Regions from separate parts of the Mus musculus genome. Here all the other regions are linked to region 2. A link is a contact called in public ChIA-PET and Hi-C data. All regions are on one chromosome and are shown on one strand. Each heading gives the region's core, a stretch centred on a gene start, on an enhancer-like site or on the middle of the called end of the contact. The rest is flanking DNA. Distances are from core to core; before and after follow the strand shown. Region 1 holds the start of Mlxip (MLX interacting protein). Region 2 overlaps Denr (density-regulated protein). Region 3 has its middle 16 kb from the start of Gm23458.

Evidence for each region. Hi-C and Micro-C count contacts between places; a contact is called where the count stands out from the background. ChIA-PET counts read pairs in DNA pulled down with a chosen protein or histone mark.
Region 1: a contact with region 2 is called in an RNA polymerase II ChIA-PET map of memory CD8 T cells, with 5 read pairs. The contact joins the promoter of Mlxip here to the enhancer-like site in region 2. A contact is called at or near these places in 13 of 39 promoter capture datasets (the 3T3-L1 cell line, 3T3-L1-derived adipocytes, HPC-7-derived erythroid cells and 9 more) and 2 of 115 datasets of contacts at active chromatin or transcription factors (large pre-B cells and memory CD8 T cells).
Region 3: a Hi-C map of CD8 T cells shows a contact between it and region 2, with 3 times the contacts expected there. The contact joins two enhancer-like sites. A contact is called at or near these places in 5 of 39 promoter capture datasets (HPC-7-derived erythroid cells, hippocampal neurons, liver and 1 more), 1 of 15 datasets of contacts at CTCF or cohesin (embryonic stem cells), 2 of 484 Hi-C or Micro-C datasets (CD8 T cells and pro-B cells) and 1 of 115 datasets of contacts at active chromatin or transcription factors (large pre-B cells).

The regions. Positions count from the first base shown.
Region 1 is chr5:123,393,278-123,396,433 of GRCm38.p6, reverse strand. It overlaps Mlxip (MLX interacting protein), which reads right to left and starts at 1,636. Exons shown (of 17, transcript NM_133917.3): 1 at 1,092-1,636. The coding sequence starts at 1,504.
Region 2 is chr5:123,913,874-123,916,669 of GRCm38.p6, reverse strand. It overlaps Denr (density-regulated protein), which reads right to left. Exons shown (of 8, transcript NM_026603.4): 3 at 1,460-1,479. Among named protein-coding and RNA genes, the nearest start is that of Denr, 8.0 kb to the right of the region's middle. Within about 2 kb of position 1,544, at least 59 of the 459 cell types and tissues checked have an H3K27ac peak or open chromatin away from gene starts, as enhancers often do. A contact at or near this core is called in CD8 T cells and memory CD8 T cells, where this site is marked.
Region 3 is chr5:123,375,410-123,378,563 of GRCm38.p6, reverse strand. No RefSeq gene overlaps it. Among named protein-coding and RNA genes, the nearest start is that of Gm23458, 16 kb to the right of the region's middle. Within about 2 kb of position 1,298, at least 92 of the 459 cell types and tissues checked have an H3K27ac peak or open chromatin away from gene starts, as enhancers often do. A contact at or near this core is called in CD8 T cells, where this site is marked.

The DNA of each region.
Region 1 (3,156 bases), core at 387-2,886, 520 kb after region 2:
CTGGCTGAGGCAGAAAACTTGCCTAAAATGCCTGCCTAGAAGACATACTGGGGAAGAGTAAGAGGGTAGAAAGAAAGGCTAGCCCTCCAAGGAAAGGCATTTCTATGACGTTCAAAAGAGATCTCTGTCCAAAGCTGAATTCCCCGTTTCAGGGCAGTGTCTGGGATGTCAGCCCTACTGACATCTCACACATAAGTTTTTAGGGTCAGTCAGAAAACCCTCTAGCCAGATGTGGGCATGAGAGGCATATGTTTGTGATCACAGAATTTGGGAAGCGGAGGCAGGGCAGTCAGGAGGAGTTCAAGGCCAGCCAGCATCTGCTCAAAAGACCCTGGCTCAAAAAGGAAACAAACAAACAAAACAAAACAAAAACAAATTCCAACTTCCCAGGAAAATAAACTCCACAAGTCCACTGTGTGCAAAGGGTCCTGCCTCAGAATTTCCCTGTAAAGGAGATGTAAGAGAACCCAGGCTCCAGATGCATGGACAATCAGGAAAAGTAACTCACATTTAAGCAGCACCTAAAAACCCACTCGGCCTATCTCAACCCTTCCCTGAAGCAGCCCCCTAGAGGTCAACACTACTGTCACCCCCCACCCCGCCCCCCTTTATAGACAAGGAAACAGGCTCCAAGGCGTTACACAATCATTAAGATAGTGCAGCCAGCGCCCTAGCCACCCTGGACAGGTGATCTTAACCGTTGGGTGTTGCTGTAAACACACAAAGCAATAGAAGGAAGGGGTCCACAGAGCCAAAAGAAAAGGAGGAAAACAACAACACACAGCCTGTAGCTACACCTAACTCTTGTCTAAAACCGGTGACCACGGGCATTGGAGGAGGGGAGGGCCTGGATGGGGAACACGAAGCCGGAAGAACCCAGGAACGACCGGCTGACAGGGCTACAAGGCCGGAACCCTGGCGCCTCTCTCCATGGTGGAGACCCCAGACTCACAAATCGTCCTAGAAGGAATTTCCAAAGGGACAGTGTGAAGCCAAAGGTCCAAGCTGGGTTTTTGTTCAAGAGAGACCGGGGTGAAGATGGGGCTCGGCCAGGTCTGGGAGTCGGGTGGGGGCGTCACCGGGTCCCCTACCTGTAGGCCAGGGTCATGCACTCGAAGAGCTTGGTGAGCGACGCATCGATGGACAAGTGGCAGGAGCTGGTCTTGCCGAAGCTATAGGTCTGGCACGTCTGCTTGTTGACCGTGTCGAAATCATAGCCCTTCTTGGGCGGGTGCTCGCGGTGCGGAGAGGACACCATGAAGTGGCCGCTGTGGATGATCTGCTGTCGGCGCGGAGGCTCCTCGCGGCCCGGGCCGGCCCGAGGCGGCAGCGGCGCGGCGCTCGCGTGGGCCCGGGCTGAAGTGGCCACGCCGGAGGGGGGCGGCGGAGACGGCTCGTCTGTGTCCGAGTCGTCGTCGTCCTCGGGCACCTGAGGCTTGAGCAGCACCGAACGGCCCCGACTGCGGGGCCGGCGCGGCGAACACATGAAAACGTCGGCAGCCATGAGGAGAACCTGGTCCGGGGCATCCCCCGGGAGCCGGGGCGACGTAAAGCGGAGAAGCACGGGGAACGGAGGGGGCCGCCGGCCCGACCCGGCCCGGCCCTCGCGCAGACTGCCCGGGAACGCGCGGCCTGAGGGGGAGGGCGCGGGCCTCCTCGTAACGTCACTGTCGTCTTGGCCAATCGGATGCTCGCCTCTGCCTCTTAAAGGTGCAGGAGGAAGCTTTTCTTCTCCGGGCGGACAAAAAAAAAAAAAAGCCGGAGGCCACGCCTCCACGCCCGGCCCCTGGCTGTCCTCTTTCCCCTCCGGCTGGCCCTGGAGTAGAGAGACGAGAAAGCCAGGCCGCGCCTCTCGGGGAGCCTGGGCTCAGGGCGGCATTGGCTGTCTGTTCAACTAGTCTGGCTCCAGCCCCTGCCCCGCCTCCGCCACGCCCGGAGCTTGGGAATAGCCCTGCGGCCTCACTGCGGGCAAGGAGGGCACTCCACGTGGTGGGTAGGGGTGGAGCTCCTTCCCCCACATTAGGCCAGCTTTCTCCCTCCATACCCGGAACTGAGTCCTCAAAAGCCTTCCTGATTTTGTCTACCGTCCCCATTTTGTTGATGAGAAGATTGAGTTACCTACACTCTAAGGGGTGTGCCTAAGGTTCCAACAAGACCCAAGAGCAAGGCTCACAGAATCATCACATCCTTAGGGGCAGAAACTGACTCTCCCGGGTTAAGGCATGGCTCCTGGGCATCACCGCTCTTAAACAGTAGTAGAGTTCTGCAGGAGCCTAGCTGTCTGCCTCCAGACCCAACAACTTCAGCCACAAATCAAAATACTGTCGCTATTGTTTGGAAGTTTGGCCCAGAAGCCAAATTCCAAAGGGGAAGTTTGGAGCCTAGTTGTCTTTACTGCAATTCCTAGGTCTCAGAAAGTTGTGTCAACCTAAAAATAGCAATGAGCCAGTCATGGTAACACATGCGCGTGCCTGCAATCCTAACAGGAGGGGAGCAGAGGTGGGAGGATCAGAAGTTCCCCAAATTCTAGGTTAGTTTGAACTGCATGATACCCTGTCTCAAAGACACTTTTATTTTATTTTATATTTTAGGAAATCCAGTGAGATGGTTCAGTAGGTAAATAAAAGCACTTGCTGTTAAGTCTGACCTTCATTCCAACCCGTGGGACCCACAAGATAGAAGACTCCCAACAACTTAATCTCTGACCACCCCAACCCCACTGTGGCATCTGCGCTTCTCACGATAAATAAAGGTAAAAATAAATAAATAAAAGATTTTGTTTGGAGACAGAATCTCTACATGTAGTCCTTATGTAGACAAGGCTGGCCTTGTAACCACCACGAGAGATTATAAGAGGGGAAAAGATCAGGGTGTCTTCTGTATATGACAAGGAAGCTACACCTGTGAAATCTCCATGGTCTAAACAAGAACTACAAAATTGCAGCACCAGTTGACATCCCAAGATGGATGGGGGAAATCTCACAAGACCCCCTCTTAAATGGAGTTCAGGCAACTAATGATGCGGGGGGGAGAGAGAGAAAGAGTTATTCTCCAGGGAGAAGATGGGTTTTCCAACCCCACATAGTCACCTTTTCTAAACACATCCTATCAATACTAAAAGGACTCAGCAGGCTATATTTATACATGTGTGTGTGC
Region 2 (2,796 bases), core at 295-2,794:
CCAGCCAGCCAGCCCAGATCAGGACCCCTCGGGGCAGCAGTTTCTTTCTCCACACAGCAGAAGGGTCCCTGGAGGAGTGACAGCCAGGTGCACAGGCACATGCCTGTGAGCCCAGCACTCAGAGGACCAGGTCAAGAACTGTGAGATCAAAGTCATAAAGCACACAGTGAGGCCACCTCCTGTCATTACAAAAGCACGGCCCTCATTATTTTCCTGACTTGTCCACAGAGCTTGACTGAGAGAAAGCCTTACACGGCGACCTCCCCATTCTTCCTCCACTCTAGCATTACGTCCTGGCTTTCAGGTCATTTGCTTCCATCATCTGACTACTATGAATTCCACACAAAAATCTAAAACCTATAGCCAGAGATGCTCAGCAGTTCAGAGTATTTACAGCTCTTGCATGGGACCTGGATTTAGGTCCTGGCACCCACAGTCAGCTGCCAACCATCTGTAACTGCAGTTCCAGCGACTCCAAGGCCGCCTTTGACCTAAGGCACTTGCTGTGCACACACAATATACAACTCATGCAGGCACAGACACAGTAAAATCAATAAATAAGTAACTCAAATCTTTTTTTAAGAAAAAATGACATCTATAGTCACAGCTATTCAAGAGGCTGAGGCAGGAGGATTGTTTAAATGTGTGAGTTCAAGGATAATCTAGGCAACATAGTAAGACCTTCCAACATTCCAACATTCATTCAATTTTGGTTGAGACAGTTTCTCTGTGCAGTTCTGATTATCCTGGAACTTACTTTGTAGACCAGGCTGGCTTCAAATAAGACATCCACCTGCCTGTGTCTTCTAAGTACTGGGATTAAAGGCTTAAAGGTGTGCACCAATCACACCTAGCTAAGACCCTAATTTAAAGAAACAAGCAAGTAACAGGGTACATGGACAACTCAAAAGTCTAATTTATAAGATAAAAATTTCCTGATCCAGGGTCAGCAGGATGACTAGGTGAGTTCATGTCCTTGCCACCAAGCTTGCGTGACTTTGGTATCCTGGAACCCACAGGATAGGAGAGAACTGACTCCAAGTTTTCCTCGGCCCTACACAGGTGCACTGTGGAACATGTTACATACGCACACTCTCACACATACACACAAACTATTCTGATCCAAAGTTGTCTATAAAAAGTTGAAATGCGGGGGCTGGAGAGATGGCTCAGTGGTTAAGAGCACCGACTGCTCTTCCAACGGTCCAGAGTTCAAATCCCAGCAACCACATGGTAGCTCACAACCATCCATAATGAGATCTGACTCCCTCTTCTGGTGTGTCTGAAGACAGCTACAGTGTACTTACATATAATAAATAAATAAATTAATTTAAAAAAAAGTTGAAATGCTATCAAATGATAGGAAATGAAAAACAGAAGTTCTTAGATTAGCTCTAACATCAAGAGTGATCTCATATGCAGAAAAAAGAGAACAACAAACCCGCCGAGCAGGACTTACCTCTGTTGGTAATGAACAGACTAGAGATGGGGAGAAAAAAGATGAGAGAGGTTAGAGCCATGGGACCACAAGCCTCCTAACCACTTCCTAGCTGACAGAGTACTTCATTCCAGCCCCCACCCCCAGCTGTCTCCTTTTTAAAGTCACCTATGTGTCACCATCTCTTCTATTTCTCAATCAAATATTCTAGGGTTTTCCCTCTCTTAACACTCCAAGAATACTGAGTACCAGGCAGGAAACACACTCTAGCTAGCTTCAAATGCCATGACCTTGCAGCCTCCGCCTCCTGGGTGCTGAGGTCACCAGCATGCACCAGCCTGTCTGCCTTCATCACTGTCTCTACCACTTACTTCTCAAATACTGCTCTGCAGGTTTCAGAGGTAAAAGATACACGATTATTTCAAGTGACAGTACCCTGACATTTTGATCTAAAGACAATTGTCTGCTGATGTACTATCAAACTGTTTAGTATTTCCTAACTCACCTATAAGTGTTAGTCTTTAGCTAAGATGAGAGCTTCCTCAAGACAATTGTGCATTACTCATTTCTCTGAATGAAACACAATGGCACAAGCAGAAGCATAAAACATGTTTTCTAAATAAAGTCAAGCTGTCCTCTAAATCCCTGCTAAGTAAGTCTCTAGCTGAGATAACACCAGTGTCCTCTAACTCGTATCTCTCCAGGGGCTGGAGAGGTGGCACAGCACTTTAATACACCCATTGCTCTTGCAAAGATGGGAGTTTAGTTCCCAGCACCTACATCAGGGGCCCACAACCACCTGTAACTCCAGGAGATCTGCCAGCCTCAACCAGCATCTGTGAGGACCCATGGTGAGGACACACACAGACTCGTAAGTAAACACAGAGGAGGAGAGACGGCCACATAACACTACCACCCAGGCTAGGCGGGAATTCCTGGTCTCAGATGATCTTGCCTCAGTCTCCTGAGCAGCTGGGATTGTAGGTCCATGACACCATTCTTCTAAACCCCACTTAGTTCTGACTGAATCTTCCTGTAGGCTGGTCAGTCACTAAGTCTGCTTCCTCCAACTTTTATCCTGCTGCCAGACATGAAGCTACGGGAGAACATAGCTTCTTTGCTCAAAATCCTTCAGTGACCAACAGCATCTAAGACCCAAGTCCCCACACTTAGGTCCCAGACCCAACTGTCTCAATTTTCTGCTCCTACTTCAAAGACCATTGTCAAGCACACCACAATGCCTGCAAATCTCCACTCCCCATCCTTTCCTACCGCTTTCCCTGCTTAAATTCTACCTTCCCGCCTATTCCTACCAACTGTGCTCACCTCTACAGTCTCCTCCAACTCTCCACAACCCC
Region 3 (3,154 bases), core at 49-2,548, 540 kb after region 2:
CTCTGACTGCATCCGGGGAGCTCCACTTATCCCACAGGGACTAGTCAGGCTATGCACAGGGTGGGGCACCCTGGTCGGGCAAGTCCAATGTCAATCATCCTGCAAATTGTCCTCCATGCTGGCTGTGGCATGTGCACTTTCTCAACCCGATCACCCTCTCCTTCCCCCCCAAAATGTAATTGTTTTTTACAATTAGAAGCGGGCTCTATTATTCTCCCTGTTTTACCAAAGAGAAAAATGTAAGAGACTTGCCTGAGGGTGAGCAGGTAGCAGGAGAGTGCCAAAGACTCCGGGAAAGGCTGTATGGACAGTCTGAGAATTACGTCCATGCTATTCTGTTTATCTTCTTGTTCTCAGCTTTGAAATTTCAAAATCCTTGTTACCCAGCTCTAAAAGGGGATGTTTGGAGCCGGGACAGATGTCCCTTACATTGTCTTGCCTGTATATTTAGCAAAGAGGACTCAAGAGTTGGAGGGCTCTGTCAAGACTGGAGTCATCAAATAGACACTCTGAGCCCTGGGATGTAGGCTGAGGGTCTCACCTGAGGAAAGACTCCTACAAACTAGCCTAACCCTTCCAGGGCATATATTGGCTCACAGGACCAACAGGTTGGAGAGAGGCAATTGGGGCTGCTTCCCTAACATGAAACCTCAGCCTCGCGGGCTCTCAACACTTTGTGTTGGCTTCGGTCACGTTTAACAACCTGGACACGGGCTCCAAAAGCCATCTTTAAACTAGTGCCCTGGAAATTCCCCAAGCTGACTCTCTCATTGCACCTCTTTAGGTCACGCATCCATCCCTGAACCAATAGCTGTAGTCTAGAGATTGCCTCAGCTGGACAGCCCAGACTAACAATTAGAAACAGTGAAGGGCGTCCTCTGGTGGAGGCAGAGGGAAATGCAACTTGCCTAAACGGTTTACTGTGAGCTTTGAAGTTAAACTTGGCTGACCTTATAGGACCTACCCTACCTCTCCTCAACTCTACCACTGACCTCAGTCATATTGTTGCTTTCCCAGGGACTTGAGTTTTTTGTTTTGTTTTTTTTTTTCTGTCTGCCGGGCATCTTGCTTAGGGCTTTGGCTCACTTTTCAGCCAAGTGAGTCACAGCTGCCCGGGTCCTTCTTACAGAGTGTCCTCAACCAATGTCTGCTCTGTGCACGGGTTTACCCGTCATGAAGGGAGATATGAAAGAAAGCAGCGCCACATAGTCAAGAGACAGCTGGAGCCATGGAGAAAGTGACACAGGACAAGAGACAGAACTGGGGACTAGAGATGTGGGTAGGAGATGTGGCAAGAGTCTCAGAGCAAGCATGTGAGCAGTGTGAATCCCAGGAAAGCGAGCACGCCATGAATGTGCACCAGCTGAGCCAGTGGAGTCTTCTTCCTTTTTTTTTGTTTTGTATTTTTTCCAGACAGGGTTTCTCTGTGTAGCCCTGGCTGTCCTGGAACTCACAAGGCTGGCCTCGAACTCAGAAATCCACCTGCCTCTGCCTCCCGAGTGCTGGGATTAAAGGTGTGCGCCACCATGCCCGGCTACCACCCCCCTTTTTTTAAACAAACAAAAAACCCCCAAAAACAAAAACCAAAACCCTGTTATGTAAGCAAGGTCCCCATGACTTGTGTTTTATACAGCTGAAATTTCCCTAGAAGGGACTGATTTAGCTGAGCAATCAATTCCGGTTTTAAAAAAAAAAAAAAAAAAAACCCGGTACACGATGAAGAGGAGGAGCGGGAAGGAGAAGCAGATACAAGAAGCCATTCATCTTCTCGGACCTCTAAACTTCCTCAGCCCTCTGCCTGGGACCAGAGCCAAGTTTCAGCTGCAAGAAGTGAGACTGCACCGGCAGGAAAAAGCCCACGAGGAAGGGCTGAGAACGAGCCAGATGGCTCTGGTTGGAGCCTGACCACCGGTAAGCAGCTACAGGCCAAAAAGAGGTCGCAGTACAATTGTGTCCACCTGAGTCAGCCAGAGCCTCCTGCAGCAGAGAAGGCAGACGTAACATCCACGATGGGACACAGATCTGATGGATGGGGGGGGGGGGCGGGGGGCGGGGCAAACATGGCGGTACATGCCTATGTATCCCTCTACAACCCTGACACTTCAGAGGCTGAGGCAGGAGGATCACAAGTTTAAGCCAATTTCAGTTACACAGCAAGATCCCGTTTTAAAACAAAAACAAAAACAAAAAATTCAGGCTTGGGGTACCCTTGTGTAGAACAACTGATTTAAGCTTATCCCCAACTGATTTACAAATAAATGAGACTTAGACTATGTCCCCAGGCGTGTACCCCAGATACTTGCCCTTTCTCTTGGCCATGTGCCCGTGATCCATCTTGGCTTCCTCTCCTCTCATTTTTCCTCCTCCTTTTGTCCTCTCCCCATTTTTTCTCTCTTCTCCACCCCCAACCAGGGAACTCAAAATTCACCTACCCCTAATCTCTCCAGTAGTTGGCTAGAGCCAATTTTATTTAACCAAGAGCTTTAAATCAAGGTTTGTGCAACAAAAACTGGTGAACAGGAGAATTCACTTAGGTCTAGACCTTCCCTTCCGGTACAGAATTTAGCATTACACAGCCACAGATCAAACCTCACCAGGAGGACTTACTCTCAACACCTTTGTGATACAAACAGGGAGGACAGAAAGTGAACCCTTGCCTAAAAACAACAAAAAACCCTAAAGCAAAGCAAAACAAACCCCAAACCAAAAAGACAAAAAAATAGAGACAAACTTCCCGGAGCCCCAACACCCAAAGGCCTGTGATGTCGAGAATGTGACTTTTCTTTTCTTTTTTTTTCTTTTTTTTTGGTTTTTCGAGACAGGGTTTCTCTGTGTAGCCCTGGCTGTTCTGGAGCTCACTTTGTAGACCAGGCTGGCCTCGAACTCAGAAATTCGCCTGCCTCTGCCTCTCAAGTGTTGGGATTAAAGGCGTGCGCCACCACACCCGGCTGTGACTTTTCTTTTTGGAGAGCGGGTCTTTAGCTCCAGGCTGAGATGAACTTGAACTCTGACCCTCCCGCCTCTAGAATTATACCACACACCTGTCTATACGATTCTGAGCATCAAACCCCGCCCCCCAGGCTTCAAGCTTGTCAGGCAAGCACTCCATCAACCTTGTGTGCATGTGTGCAGACATGCATGGGCCAAGGCGGGT